Linked DNA regions of Zea mays: all the other regions are linked to region 3. A link is a contact called in public Hi-C data. All regions are on one chromosome and are shown on one strand. Each heading gives the region's core, a stretch centred on a gene start, on an enhancer-like site or on the middle of the called end of the contact. The rest is flanking DNA. Distances are from core to core; before and after follow the strand shown. Region 1 holds the start of LOC100382716. Region 2 holds the start of LOC100216729 (Chlorophyll a-b binding protein CP29.1 chloroplastic). Region 3 holds the start of LOC100279203 (putative ABC1 and kinase-like domain family protein).

Region 1 (5,001 bases), core at 2,257-4,756, 210 kb before region 3:
AATAGTCTCATGCCCGGCGGAGTGCTGACGGCAAACAGTAGACGATTCGGCCATGCATCCGTGACCCACCGCTAGCTAGCTGCTGCATTTTTGCGAGAACTAACGTTCATTGATTTCAGCAGTGATATTGGCAATATATAGAGTGGCGGCGGCGGGCGGTCCATGAACAGTTCCCGGCCACATGTGCTGCCTCTGAGCCCCAGCAGCTCGATCCCATGCAGGCATGGGCGCATCCGGCGAGAAGAGAAGAACCCGGCCGACGGATGAGCCCGTGTTATTAGCTAATAAGTTAAGAAATGCATGGCAAAATCCATGCTAAATTGTTCTCGTCCTTGCTGCCGAACAATGGAAATGCTTGTACGAATCACATGTTTCCACTCTGTACTATCTCTTTACGTACCACGGGGGCACACGGGGCAACACAGATGACCACACAGTAACAAACTTTGCCTCTAGGCTCTAGCACACTCTCATCACAGGACTAACGTACGACATGAGGGCATATAAGGGCAACAAGACTCCTGTGAGATGAGATCCTTGCCATGCAGATCTTTTTTATACGTGCATTGCATCTTTTCCCGTGCTCCTTCCGCCCTTTGTTCCTTCACATCCACACCAGCCCGCAAAAGCAAGCCTCAGCTCTCCCGTGAGGCACAAGCGCACAGCACAGCCATAAGCTAGCTATTGCCCCCCATTGGATCGAGGTGCAGCCAAATCTAGGAAGGGCTCACATGCATGGAGGAAGAAGGTGCAGTGGAAGTCTGCAAGACAGTGGGCGGCGCGCGGACAAAGCCAGCCTAGGCCTAGCTGAAATGGACTCTTTCCTAGGCGATGAAAAGATTGGTGGCTGGTGGCTCGTTATCTGGTAGAGTCAATTTATATATTAGGTTTGCTAGAAAATTGCTCATAAACTCTAGCCACAAGATATGTTAAAATAGGGCTTACATGTTTGGTGCTAAACAATGACGACATCATTAGGGCGATCAAGCTAGATCGGCTCAACGACGACAAGCTAGACGGTGGTCTTTCCTTCGCTAACCGAGTATGTAGAGACAGACCAAGTCTTATCATAATTTATATATAGGAGAAGAGGTTACGATAAACGTCGGTTCACGTGTTAGCCCTCTCCCTGTTAATATGGGTTGTGTGAAATGGTCCGGGCCAACTATAAGGTTGTTGTAGCCCTGATGACGATCATGACACGTGAGTTGAGTCTGGTTCGGTCAATCTTTTGACCGAATCGGCATATTCTCTCCATTGATCTCTTATTTACTCATTTATACTTAGAAATTAAATTTTAATTATTTATTTCCTTAACTTACAATCCCCACTTCCAATAGATTTATACACCAAGACCAAGCCATATCAACATTATGTTATACGCTACTAAACTCAATAATTATAATATATCTTTCTATCTCCTAATTCGTTGTGGTTCGGTACTTTTGATCTAAGTTTATTTAATAATTTTATTGTATTTTGGTTTGTGATCTGACTCGCAGAGGCTCCACAAAGGCTCCACAAGTATACATGGAGGCTACATGCATGATCCGACAGTTTGATCAACTTTTTTTTTGATAATCAGAAGAAAGGTGCTCTTACAGTTGAAGAGAATCATGGACTCAACAAGATTATTTGCTGATAAAAGTGCTCTTACAGTTGAAGAGGGTGGTTCCATGCTTCTCCATTTTTGTGCGCCTAGCATTTGGGCATGTCAGTATGTCACGCGATCCTAACTCGTATCGTAGGCTTTGGTAGTCTGGTGCGGTCACTTGTGTCGTCGTGCCGCTATTCCATTCCCCTCGACCTGCGCTCGCCGCTCCGCCCCAAAGCTCGCCGATCCCCAGGACAAGGGGGCCTCGTCGTCGCCTTCTCCCGAGAGCCCAGCGCATGCATCAACAGTTGCACGGTGGGTCCGCCGCCCACTGTTGGACCCACCCGCCTCCACCTCCATTAACTAACTACCTTGAAGACGGCAAAGCGGTCGGTCGCCTTCCAGTTCAGCACCACCGTGCAGTTACAGTTATCACACTACACGCACCGCCACTTCCACCTCTCTCCTCTTCCTCGCTTCCTTGCTCGACGCGAGCGCGGCAAGAATCGGTGCATGTGAGCCTTGTTCGGAGAAGAGCTAACCGATGCAGCTGAGGCTGTGAGAGCTGTGGTTACAGAGGATGGGGGAAGCAGCTGGTGAGGAAGAATCCTCGGCCGCGCCGGCGGAGGTGAGCCGGCAAGCGGAGCTGGATGAGCAGCGGTGCCTGGCGGAGGCGCTGCAGGCCATCAATTCGTTGGTATCTGCCTCCTTGTCCGCGACGCTGTTCCCGCTCAAGTGGCAGCTCATCAGGGACCGGCTCAACCGGCTCCACGCGGGCCTCGCCGACATCACCGTCTCCGCGGGCGACGAGAACAGGTGCGACGCGTTGGCGAACCTCCTGCGGGACGTCGCGGCGGCCGCCCGGGAGGCGATGGAGCTGGTGCCGCGGAGCCAGGGGCGGCACTACGGCGGCGGCAAGCTGCGGCTGCGCAGCGACCTGGACGTCCTGGGCGCGGCCCTCGACGCGCACGTGGCGCGGCTGGACGAGGTGTACGCGTCGGGCGCGCTGACGCGGGCGCGGGCGCTGGTGGTGCCGCGGCCCGGCGCCGGGGCCAGCCGCGACGACGTGCGGTTCTACGTGCGCGACCTCTTCGCCAGGCTGAGGGTCGGCGGCGGCGAGATGCGGAGGGAGGCCGCGGCCGCGCTCAGCGAGGCGCTGCGCGACGACGAGAGGTGCGCCCGCGTGGTGGCGTCCGACGTCGCGGACGGCGTCGGCGCCCTCGTCGCGCTGCTCGAGTGCCCCGACGCGCGCGTCCAGGAGGAGGCCCTGGAGGCGGTCTCGGCGATCGCCCGGTCCGACGCGCACAGGGGGGACCTGGTCGTGGGCGGCGTCATCGCGCCCGTGGTCCGCGTCCTGGACGCGGGGGGCGCCGGCAGCGAGGCGGCCAGGGAGAGCGCGGCGCGGGTGCTCTGCAGGCTCACCGAGAACTCGGACAACGCGTGGGCCGTCGCCGCGCACGGCGGCGTCACGGCGCTGCTGGGCCTGTGCGCGGCGGGCCACGGAGCGAGCGGAGGCGGCGAGCTCGTGTGCGCGGCGTGCCGGGTGCTGCGGAGCCTCGCGGGGGTCGACGAGATCAGGAAGTACATGGTGGCCGACGCCGGGGCCGTCCCCGTGCTCGTGACGCTCTCGCAGAGGGCCACGCACGACGCGGCGCGAATCCAGGCGATGGAGCTCCTCGCCGCCATCGGCTCCGGGGATACCTCAGCCAGGGACGCAGTGGTACAAGAAGGCGCCGTCGAGTGCCTCGTCCGGGCGCTCGACCCCTCCTCCTCCTCCTCCTCCTCGTCGTCGAAGGTGCGGGAGGTGGCCCTCCGCGCCATCGACGCGCTGTGCCTGTCGCCGCCCAACTCCACCGGGCGTCTCCTCGCCGCCGGGTTCCTCGACCGCGTCCTCTCCCTCCTCCGCAACGGCGACAACACGCTGCTGCAGCACTGCGCGCTGAAGGCCGCGCACCGCCTGTGCCAGGTGTCGGAGGATGTCAAGAAGGCGATGGGCGACGCCGGGTTCATGCCGGAGCTGGTGGGCGTCCTCGGCGCGTCCAGTAAGCCCCCCGAGGCGCGGGAGATGGCGGGCGAGTCGCTGTGCGCCCTGGTGACCGTGCCCCGCAACCGGAAGCGGTTCGTCCAGGAGGACCGCGACGTGGCGCGGGTGCTGCAGCTGCTGGGCCCCGACGAGGAGAAGGAGAAGCCCGCGCCGGCGAGGCGGTTCCTGCTGTCGACGGTGGCGCACCTCACGGACAGCAGCTCCGGCCGGAGGAAGATCATGTCCTCGGAGCACGTCAGGTAATACAGTGCGATACGAACAACACGCACACTTATCAGTAGCCAATCATCATGTGCTCATCAATTATCGCTGCTCTCAGTTTTTTTTTGAAAAAAAAACAAATGCTTGTGTTCTTGTGGCAGGAATCTCGAGAAGCTTGCGGAGGCCGATGTCCCAGACGCCAAACGGATCGTGAAGAGGCTTGGCGGGAGCAGGCTGAGGAGCATTTTCCATGGCATTTGGAGCCTGTAATGTTCTGTTGTATTGTAACCCTTGGAGGCAAGACAAGCAGTCAAGCACGCAGTACGGCAGTAGTAGTGTCTCTGGCTAACACATACAGTACTATTGTTCCTTGCATCTTTTGTTACTGTGAAGGAATCAAAGAATGAGTCACCCAGTGATTTGCCCCACTGCGTATACCACTCGTCTCTGTCAAATAAAAGTGCAGGTCCCTTTTCAGCAACAAAACCCATCCAAACATGCAGTGGCCGCATCAGCATCAGCTTTTATTTTTTTTACACAGTGCATGCGAATGATCCCCTCTCGTGCTTGCCCAATGCCCGCCCCACAGCCCAGAGCATATTCATCTCTGACACAAACGGAGGGCCGCGTGGGTCGTTGCTGTGATGAACCGTTCGGCAGGAAAATGGCTTGTGGCTTTCCCGATCTCGCAGTGGGATCTAATGGCCCCGTCTTCTTCTCTGACGCACTCGATTCGTGAAACTGTGCGTGCGTCTCGCGTGGTGCTGCAGCTTTTTCGGGCGTTCTCGTCTGAAGATTGTACAGTACTCTCCAGTCAAAGCAGGGCAATGAATTTCCCTGTCAGGTTCCTGGTGGATCTGTAACATTGATGGTGGATGCAGAACCACGGTCCCTGAAGAGCGTTCCTCACAAGTACTGTACTTTGAGTTGTTCAGTTGCGGGAAATGGCTGACCCTGAAACACTAGACCAGCAGTGACGTTTCTTCCCGGCGTGTAAACCTGTTCCAGGAACCGCCGCTCCTCCTTCCCGCCGGCGTGCGCACTTCAGTTGCTGAAGGCTGATGCTGATGCTAAAGACTCGCTGTGGAGAGAGCCTGAGGGTGGCTGAAGAAGACGGGGCGCGACACTGCATCCGGAAACACGGCAGCATTGCTTCTTGAGA
Region 2 (4,897 bases), core at 1,153-3,652, 180 kb before region 3:
TAAGGACTGTCAATAAATATACTGTTTTTTATTGTCATTCCAGTGACATAAAACTTGTTCAATGTAACAATATTTGCAGGGAAAAGAAGAAGAGAGAAGAAAGATCAGAAACCCCAAAGCCAAATGAAGCTGTCACAAAATTTGATGGAAATCTTTATTCCATAAGGCATTAGATCAACCCTTTGCAGAGGAGAGTTTCCCAGTATAACAGAATTACGTGTTGAGAAACTACCAAATGATCTCCTTTCACCACAGACATCTTTTGCTGCTCGTCTTGTGGTGTAGCATTCTTGCGGTACAAAAGGATCCAGATCATTCTTACTATTGGACAGATATTTGTATTTTCTCATGAGTCTTCAAATCAAATGTATTTATTTTCTGTCAGTCTGAAAGTATATGAAGCGGTGTGTAGGGTTAATGTTACTCATAAGCAGAGAAATATAGTTTTCTCTTTTGTACTTTGTGGAGATACTTTACGAGCCTGTGTTCACTTACATGTTTTTGCAACCATGAAATCAGTTGATGGGTTCTTTATCTGAATTTGTATGTACCGGGCTCAGTACTGGGAAAATATCTGTGGTGGAAAAGATCAAGGAACCAGACAATTCTGTGCTGGATTCACGCTTCAGGAAGACGTGAACTGTAACCTTTTTCACATTTTGGGTGAAAGTAATCTGATACATACGTTCAATCTGTCATTGTCACAAGTGGCCTTCCAGCAAGTGCAGGCTTTGGAGCAAAGGCTATTGGTAACTGAAGATGATGTATGGGGTTACAGATGGGAATCCAACCCCTTTTCTTCAACGAACTTAAGGGGTGTTTGGTTTCTAGGGACTAATTTTTAGTCCCTACATTTTATTCCATTTTAGTTCCAAAATTACCAAATATGGAAACTAAAACTCTATTTTAGTTTCTATATTTAACAATTTATAGACTAAAACGGAATAAAATGAAGGGACTAAACATTAGTCCCTAGAAACCAAACACCCCCTTATTATAAAGCTTTGATTGGACACATTGAGGTGGATCCTACTTTCAAGTGGTTATGGAAGAGTTGCTGTCAAACAAAGCACAGGGCTTTCTCTTGGCTGCAAATTAAAGACAGACTGAGCTCTAGGAATATGCTAAGAAGGAGAAATATGAATCTTGATTCGTATAGTGCACTCTGTAGTCTGGCAGTGGAAGAGACTAGAGAGCACCTATTTCTCTTCTGTCCTTTTGCAAGGCAGTGCTGGGGGATTCTTTGCCTAGATATATATATACCCACTGACACAAGCTTCTGAGAAATTGTTTCCTTGTTTAAGGAGCAGCTACAATCTGAAATTTTTATGGTGGCAACGATTCTTATGAGTTGGGAAATTTGAACAGTAAGGAGTAAAACAATATTTGAACAACTGCAGATGAGTAGCCAAGATTACAGAATGTTCTTCAACAAGGAGACCTTAATGGTGCCATGGAGTGAAGCCTTGCTTAAGTTCTTTGTTTGATCGATGGATCTAAAGTGTTTGTTTTGTTCTTTCTTTGCTCATTTTCTTTGTTTTCTAAGCTTGTTCTTCCCCTTGCTGTAGTATATAGTCTGTAACTCTTCCCTTGTTTCTTGTACTCTACAGATTGAACGTATGTATCAGTTTACTTTCATTGATAGCCTTTTCAACTTTTCTCCCTTTCTTGTTATATATATATATATATATATATATATATATATATATATATATATATATATATATATATATATATATATATATATATATATATATTCTGTAGAGACGGCCCCTCCAGTTTCTTTTAAAAAGGAGCAAAGCAACATCGGAGAAACTGAGAATTCCTTCGCTTATCTTTCAAAAAAAAAGGTTCCTTTGGTTGCCTCTAAACTGAGAATTCAGGGCGTGTTCGGCTGGCTGCAAGCCGACACTGTTGCAGCTGTTTGGACTGCTGCAGCTGCAATCCATAGAGAGAAAAATACTGTAGAAGCCGCAGCCGCAGCCGGATTGCAGCCGCAGCAAGCCGCAGCGAACAAGCTGTCAGTTATACTGCGAGACATGATGGTTACAGTGAGCGACAGAAACTGAGCTTCGCACGCGTTTTGGGTCCAAAACCACATGATCTCCAAGAGTATTTTGGACGATATTTTCCAGTCGGAGGCGGCACTCCAAAATCCAAATGCCTTCCTCCCAATTGTATCCCTCCAAGTGTCCCATGGTCCTTCACGAGCATCCCATCCATTGGACCATACAGATAAGAACCGGATAAGGCAGATCGTGGCCGTCAAATAGATCACGTCCGTTCTATGGCCGTCCGATTTGCCACCCAGAGATAACACCGGAATTTCCTACAAGCACTATCCTATTTGTAGCCCGTGACGAGCCCCACCCCCACGCCACACACCACCACCGGACGCTAGCTGACCACCAACCTCAGCACATCGAGGAGAGGAGGAGTGGCCATGGCTTCGTCGGTGGCCGCCGCGGCGAGCACATTCCTGGGCACCCGCCTGGCGGACCCGGCGCCGCAGAACGGGCGCATCGTGGCCCGGTTTGGGTTCGGCGGCGGAAAGCCCAAGGCTGCCGTCCCGAAGAAGGTGGCGAAGACGTCGATCTCCTCTGACCGGCCGCTGTGGTTCCCCGGCGCCGTGGCGCCCGACTACCTCGACGGCTCGCTGGTCGGCGACTACGGGTTCGACCCGTTCGGGCTCGGGAAGCCCGTGGAGTACCTGCAGTTCGAACTGGACTCGCTGGACCAGAACCTGGCCAAGAACGAGGCCGGCGGCATCATCGGCACCCGGTTCGAGTCCTCCGACGTCAAGTCCACCCCGCTCCAGCCCTACAGCGAGGTGTTCGGCCTCCAGCGGTTCCGCGAGTGCGAGCTCATCCACGGCCGATGGGCCATGCTCGCCACCCTCGGCGCCCTCACCGTCGAGTGGCTCACCGGCGTCACCTGGCAGGATGCTGGCAAGGTACGTGAACATTGCTGACCTGTGACATGCATGTATCCATATCCATGCATGGAGTTCGTTCTCTGCGCTTGAACGATCGACGGCAAGAGAGATTAACCAACCTGTGAATGTAACTGCGTGCAGGTGGAGCTGGTGGATGGGTCCTCCTACCTGGGCCAGCCGCTGCCGTTCACCATCTCGACGCTCATCTGGATCGAGGTGCTTGTGATCGGCTACATCGAGTTCCAGCGCAACGCCGAGCTCGACCCGGAGAAGAGGCTGTACCCCGGCGGCTCCTACTTTGACCCGCTCGCCTTGGCGGCCGACCCCGAGAAGAAGGAGCGGCTGCAGCTGGCGGAGATCAAGCACGCGCGCCTCGCCATGGTCGCCTTCCTCGGCTTCGCCGTGCAGGCCGCCGCCACCGGCAAGGGGCCACTCAACAACTGGGCCACCCACCTTAGCGACCCACTCCATACCACCATCTTCGACACGTTCGGAGGATCCTCTTAAGCCCGCCATTGATCCGCTCCGTCCATCGATCGAAACGTGGTCTTGAATTAACTATGATAGATCTCTATGAGCCTGGAGATGGATCAACCCGTCGTGCGTTGTTTCATTTTGTGATGAATGGGAGAGAGGGTATGGGACAAGATTGATCAACCCGTCGTGCTTACGTCTCGTTAATTAGGAGAGCTACCGCTCGGATTTGGTGATTTGTAATATATGAACCAGTGATGAATAAATGCATTCACTTGTACACATCCATCTTGAGGTGACCGAGGATATAAGACGCACCAAGGTGAGGATGAAAGTTTTTGAGTCAATCGTTTATCAAATAATACAAAGAAATATGTCCAAACGAAGAACGCTGCGACATCCTAACACATTTTGAAGGGTCTGTTTGTTTGAGATTATAGTTTGTTCAAAGATTATAATCCCAACTAAACCGGCCTAAAGTCAGATTCCATCCGATCATTGAACGTATGTAAGCACCAAAAATGGGAATATTTTAAGTAAAATGGATCCTATGGTCCATTATGTTTGGATTTTAGTGCTTGATGAATAATATAACCATTAATAGTGCTGTTTGTATATAAGGTATAGTTTGAATGGATGTAATGTGGATTTAAACTCTGGCAAATTGATGGTATAAATGATTAACACCTCAAGCAATGTATTAGATGCCATGTTATTAAGACCTGTAAAACATTCTAAGACACTAAGAATGGACCCGATTAAAGCATTGGATATGTTCGGTGCTCTTAACCGGGGCATATATCTGGTGCTCCTAGAAAAGCATCATAACAATAATTTTCAAAAGTTGAAATATTAGAAGTACAACGTGATGTCATGTGCTGCATACATGGATTACAACAGCTTTTGGCATCGCCTATCTTGTACTTGGCGCTCCATCCTAGTGCTTTCCACTTGCATAGAGCTTAGTGATACACATGAATGATTAGTGTATGTGCTTTACAAAGTGCTTAAAGCAGTTAAACCACCATTTATGCGCTTAATCTAGGCTTAAGTCTAGTGTTTAGTGAGGTTTTGTATATTTCTTATCACTCTGTGATTGTGCACACTATTGTTATAATCGCAGGAGGTTGTAATCTTGTAAGACCCTACTAACCATATTTATGGTGTGAACCGTACCACACTGTATGTGGTTTGGTCTTCCCATCGTCTGCCAATTACATCTGCCTCTCCGTGAGGTGAACCAACTTACGAATAACAACCCTAAAGTTGTCTCCAGTAGTTTATCTATCCTATCCTATATCATATCGTTTATTTGAAATATATTTTTATAAATAATATAGGCTCTATTTGGGACAGCCCCGCTCTACAAAATTTGGTAGAATTGGAGGAGTAGATCATTAGATGCTCTAAAAAATCATGGAGCTGGAGATGTAAGTCTTTAGAAGACATTTAGATAATTTATTTTGTTTTCAGGTGAAAAGATCAATG
Region 3 (4,923 bases), core at 2,345-4,844:
TCCCGGAGAGACTTCCCCGGCTGCTGGCGGCAGCTTCGGAGATTCCAGGAGTTCCCAGGGCGCACGTACGTGCCCTGGAAGTTGCCGGCGAAGGCTTGGACCAGGTCGTCCCAGTTGGAGATCTGCCCCGGAGGCAGGTGCTCCAGCCAGGCTCGAGCGGTGTCAGAGAGGAACAGGGGGAGGTTGCGGATGATGAGATTGTCATCGTCCGTTCCACCCAGGTGGCAGGCCAGCCGGTAGTCCGCGAGCCACAGTTCTGGCCTCGTCTCCCCCGAGTAATTTGTGATAGTAGTCGGGGTTCGGAACCGGGTCGGGAACGGCGCCCGTCGTATGGCTCGGCTGAAAGCCTGCGGACCAGGTGGTTTGGGCGAGGGACTCTGATCCTCCCCGCTGTCGTAGCGTCCCCCACGCCTGGGGTGGTAGCCTCGGCGCACCTTATCGTCGAGGTGGGCTCGACAGTTGCGGTGATGGTGCTCGTTGCCGAGGCGACCTGGGGCCACAGGCGCTGTATTGCGCGTGCGCCCGGTGTGGACCGAGGCTTCCCGCATGAATCGGGAAGTCGCGGCGCGATGCTCCAAGGGGTACCCCTGCCTTCGGGAGGCAGAGCTTTCGGCCCGTCGGACCGCGGCATCCTCTAGGAGATTCTTGAGCTCTCCCTGGATACGCCGCCCCTCGGTGGTTGATGGCTCCGGCATCGCGCGGAGAAGTATTGCCGCTGCAGCCAGGTTCTGGCCGACCCCACTGGAAGTCGGTGGCGGCCTTGCCCTGGCATCGTCGGCGATGCGGTGCTGGATGCCCTGGGGTAGATGACACGCTTCTCCGGCCGGAGGTTGGCCCGCCCATTCCTGCCCGATGTCCCGGCGGAACGGCTCAAGTGTTCATGCTCCCTCGTCGAGCCTTGGCAGGGCGCGCGTCAGGATAAGGTGTCAGGCCACCTTTGCATTAAATGATCCTGCGATACGGTCGGTCGGCGTGGCGACTTGGCCAAGGTTGCTTCTTGGCGAAGACTGGGCCTCGGGCGAGCCGAAGGTGTGTCCGTTGCTGGAGGGGGTCCTCGGGCGAGACGTGAATCCTCCGGGGCCGGCTGCCCTTGCCCGAGGCTGGGCTCGGGCGAGGCGAGATCGTGTCCCTTGAGTGGACCGAGCCTTGACTTAATCGCACCCACCAGGCCTTTGCAGCTTTGTGCTGATGGGGGTTACCAGCTGAGATTAGGAGTCTTGGGGGTACCCCTAATTATGGTCCCCGACACATATAATGGTTGGGGCTGCGAATCCCCATTTGTCGTCGATGTATTAGACATAGATATCCTGTTACTAGTTTCGTATGATGGAAAAGTAGGAGCAACAGACTTCTCCAACGTACACGTTTATTTTCTAATTGATTCTTATAACCCTCTCATCTGTTGTTTCATTTTATTCTGCTGATGATCTACATATTGTTTAATAAATTGGATGTCATCGGGTTTACTTACGTTGGAGACTTGAAGTGAAGATAGAAGAGATGCGACGTCGGTCTCTCCATGTTTGACAACTTTCTGGTGGCGATCCACCGTGTACTGTGACAAGAATTTCTCCTTCGCTTGACGCATGTATCTTCGTATTGTTGTTGGTCATCGGCCGTCAGACTTTCAACAACCAGCTTCAGGATATTGTCCGGGGAGATATTGGTGTGATCTTTAGAACCAACCATTTGAGGGCCTCATTTTTAGTAGATCTAGACACATTTCCCTAGCGAAGTCGCCAAAAATGTGTTGGCACCAATCCGGGTGCCAAACACTAGAAAGGACCGCCTGACAGTGCTCTTTGCAGAGGCGCGGACGGTCCGCAGCACAGGGTCGGACGGTCCGTGACCTGACGCAGGAGTGACTCCTCCTCCACGTACGTCCGAACGGTCCGTGATGGCGCAGAGGGTCTTTTTTTTCGCAGCAGACCTAGATCTCGCCTCCCGGGAGGGACCCGTCGAGGAGGATAGATTGTAGGGTGTGTCTTGGCGTCGGCAGACCACCCAAGACGCCTCTAGTCGACGTAGAGCCGAAGAAAGGTGAAGATTTGAGGTAGACGGAGGCTAAACTAGGGCTAAATTAGAACTACTTCTAGTGCAGAAGGTAAAAACGATAAATATACTTGATTTGATCGATTGTGGGGGTTCAACCAGTCTTAGTCCTTTATCTATATAAAGGGGAGGTATGAATCCGCTACAAGTCGTTTTAGCTAACAAATCTCGCGAGGAACTCGAAACACTAACAGCATGATTGGTTGCCCGGGCAACCGGCGCCTGGCTCGCTGAAGCCTGGCTTGCCGCAAACGCCATTTTCCACGCGTGCAACTGAACGTGCTTAATTTGGCCTATCCCGCATCCGCACATCCAGGTCCGTCCATCTGCAAACAAGCATCCAATCAGGTGCTGCTGGGCAGTCAACGCACGCACACAGCCTGGCTGCCGAGCAGCAGACATCCAATCACGTATCGCGTGATTGGTTACAGGTCTCGTTTCAGTCTGGCTTGCGCCAGCCTGGTTCCGCAGGAACGCACCTGCCTCACGTCTGCGCGCGTGCAGTTAAATGACAGAAAAATTACATAAACTGCATCTGCGTGTACAAGTTGAGCTCATGCTATGCAGGTAACCGATTATGGGCTCAAGTACAGTCAACGCATATGCTGGGCCTGGGCACAGCGAGCGGGGTAACCAATCAAGCTAGTAGTAACTGATTCTGCGTACGCACGGACCGTCCGCGCCACCACCGTGGACCATTTACGAGGACGTTTTGTGTGTTCAACAATGTACACTCAGATTGATGTGAAAAAAAAATCTGGAGGCACCATCACTTACGATTTGGAACCATTCTGCTCTCCATTTGCCTTGTCCATCTTATGGGCTGAACTTGATCGCTCTGATAGAACTGCCCTTCAACTCATTGACTCTTTTTGTTGTTGTGCTTCTAATTTGATGCTTTATTTTCTTTGGTGAGAAGGAGGGATGTCCGAGAAGGAGAAAGGCAGAAGACAAATAGCTTATTTAGTTCTGGCGGCAAAACAGAGCCGTAGTGCCTATTTTCCCTTCAAAAACTAATTATGCGTACTTTGACATATTATAGGTTGTGTTCATATTTTCCATTATTTTGGCTCATTTGAATCCATGAAATTTCGCTAAGGAGGAGGAGCGTTGGATGCCACGAACGATGGATGCAGCTATACTGTAAGCCAGTAGAGTAAAAATGCCTAAGTTAGAAGATCCACTTCCTATTAAATAAGGTTTTACATACTCTAATTAACGTCATCACGTGTGTAAAGTCCCAGTTCTCCCCAAAAAAGAAATCAACGGCACATGGCAAATTCCAACTTCGCCGCAGCAGCAAGTCGGCGTGCCGAGACCGGGTCGTGTCGGCGCGGAGTTCCGACGCAAGTTGCCCCTTGCCCGCGTGCCGAACCGGCCACCCAATTTCCCAACCCAGAGTGGCCCCGCGTGGCCGCGAGATGGCTCGGTTGGCTCCCGGCCTCCGGGGCAATCGGGAATAAACCCTCGACTCCTCGAGGATGCCCTCTCCTCCAAGAAATAAATTAGAAAAGAAAAACGAAAAGAAAACTCCCGAGCAAAAAAAAGCACACGCGTTGCGCAAAAGGGGAAACAGGGGATCTCCACCTCTGCCGCCGACCCGTGGGAAGAGAGGAGCGTGCGACGGCACGCAGACGCATCTAGTCTCCCGCCGCCTCTACTGTCCTCGCCATCGCCAGCACCCCAAGGCTCGGTACGATTCGGCTGCGTGCCCGCGCGTCGGCACTGCACCGCGGCGCGCAGGCGGACCGTGCTGGGGTTTTGGTGGGGTGTAGGGAGGGGCGTCCTGCGCTCTGCGGCGGCTTGATCCTGTGAAGGCGGCGGCAGCAGCAGCAGGCTTCTCCGATGCAGCGGCTAGTGGGGGTGGGCGAGAGGTGCGGTGCGGCTCGATTTCTCCTTGTTCCCTTGCGTGCGCGGGTTCTCCTGCACTGTCTCGGTTGCCCGAGGGGAAAGTTGAATCGTCTGCGTTTTCGGATTTTGTTAGGAACGGCTGGCGTATTCACTTACGCCCCGTTGTTTTGTTGGAATTGAATTCTATTCTAATAATTATAATTTAGACAAAACTAATTGAGTTAATATATTTATTTATGTAATGTATTTGTATGTTATCCTAAATCATATCAGTTAGATAGTTATATACTACATTTATGTTGTAGAGAAACAAGTAGAAGAATGTGGTATAAATTGTACATTAGAAAAGTAACATGTAAATCTATAGAATTAATTTCCATCTCTCACTCCATAAATTTGAGATAGACTTATATATACACTTTGGAAAGTTGTGGAATGTCACATTCTAAAAAAATAGCCTACTGCATTAGTTAAATTCTAATTCCTCAAAATGAAGGGAAACAAACGGGCCCTTAGTGTTTATTACCATGTAGCCCATGTGTGGCGCGTGGCCTTTTTGATTCGTTATATTGCAATGGCAACCTAAACCTTAGTAGCTTATTGCTACATTTTCATGTGAGCATACTAGTAGACTTGGGTTCGCTTGCAGCCCACTTCACCTAATTCTGTGGGCACTAAGCAGCCATGAGACTTACCTTCAGACTGTTGTCATAAATTTGTTCTTGTAATTTAGTTTTAGTTAGTCAATTGGTGCATCCATCTCCACACATACATGATGTATGTGTGTAGATAGAGCTTTCTATTGGTCAGGATAATCAGTTTGGGAGTTGATGAGTACATTATTATAATTTACAAGAAAGAAGTTCATATGCATGACAATAAACGACAAGTATTCTGGGTGTAGTAGCAGTATGATCAGGACAACAATAATCGTGTTCTAGTCACATCGTTGTTGCTGACATATTTTTGTACATAGTTTCACCTCGTAAAATTAACTATATAGCAAATGCCAACCAAAGC

What was found. A called contact is a pair of places that touch in the nucleus more often than the background predicts.
Region 1: a Hi-C map of tassel shows a contact between it and region 3, with 2.6 times the contacts expected there. The contact joins the promoter of LOC100382716 here to the promoter of LOC100279203 in region 3. A contact is called at or near these places in 2 of 25 Hi-C or Micro-C datasets (ear and tassel).
Region 2: a Hi-C map of tassel shows a contact between it and region 3, with 3 times the contacts expected there. The contact joins the promoter of LOC100216729 here to the promoter of LOC100279203 in region 3. A contact is called at or near these places in 11 of 25 Hi-C or Micro-C datasets (bundle sheath, ear, endosperm and 2 more) and 2 of 3 datasets of contacts at active chromatin or transcription factors (leaf and seedling).

What each region holds. Positions count from the first base shown.
Region 1 is chr2:211,741,794-211,746,794 of Zm-B73-REFERENCE-NAM-5.0, reverse strand. LOC100382716 reads left to right here and starts at 3,506. Exons shown (of 2, transcript NM_001175439.1): 1 at 3,506-3,877; 2 at 4,001-4,266. The coding sequence starts at 3,585. The coding sequence ends at 4,109.
Region 2 is chr2:211,712,038-211,716,934 of Zm-B73-REFERENCE-NAM-5.0, reverse strand. LOC100216729 (Chlorophyll a-b binding protein CP29.1 chloroplastic) reads left to right here and starts at 2,402. Exons shown (of 2, transcript NM_001143134.1): 1 at 2,402-2,953; 2 at 3,077-3,788. The coding sequence starts at 2,444. The coding sequence ends at 3,442. It overlaps LOC100382672 (Protein THYLAKOID FORMATION 1 chloroplastic), which reads left to right. Exons shown (of 5, transcript NM_001175396.1): 5 at 80-468. The coding sequence ends at 173.
Region 3 is chr2:211,534,595-211,539,517 of Zm-B73-REFERENCE-NAM-5.0, reverse strand. LOC100279203 (putative ABC1 and kinase-like domain family protein) reads left to right here and starts at 3,594. Exons shown (of 6, transcript NM_001152227.1): 1 at 3,594-3,926. The coding sequence starts at 3,898.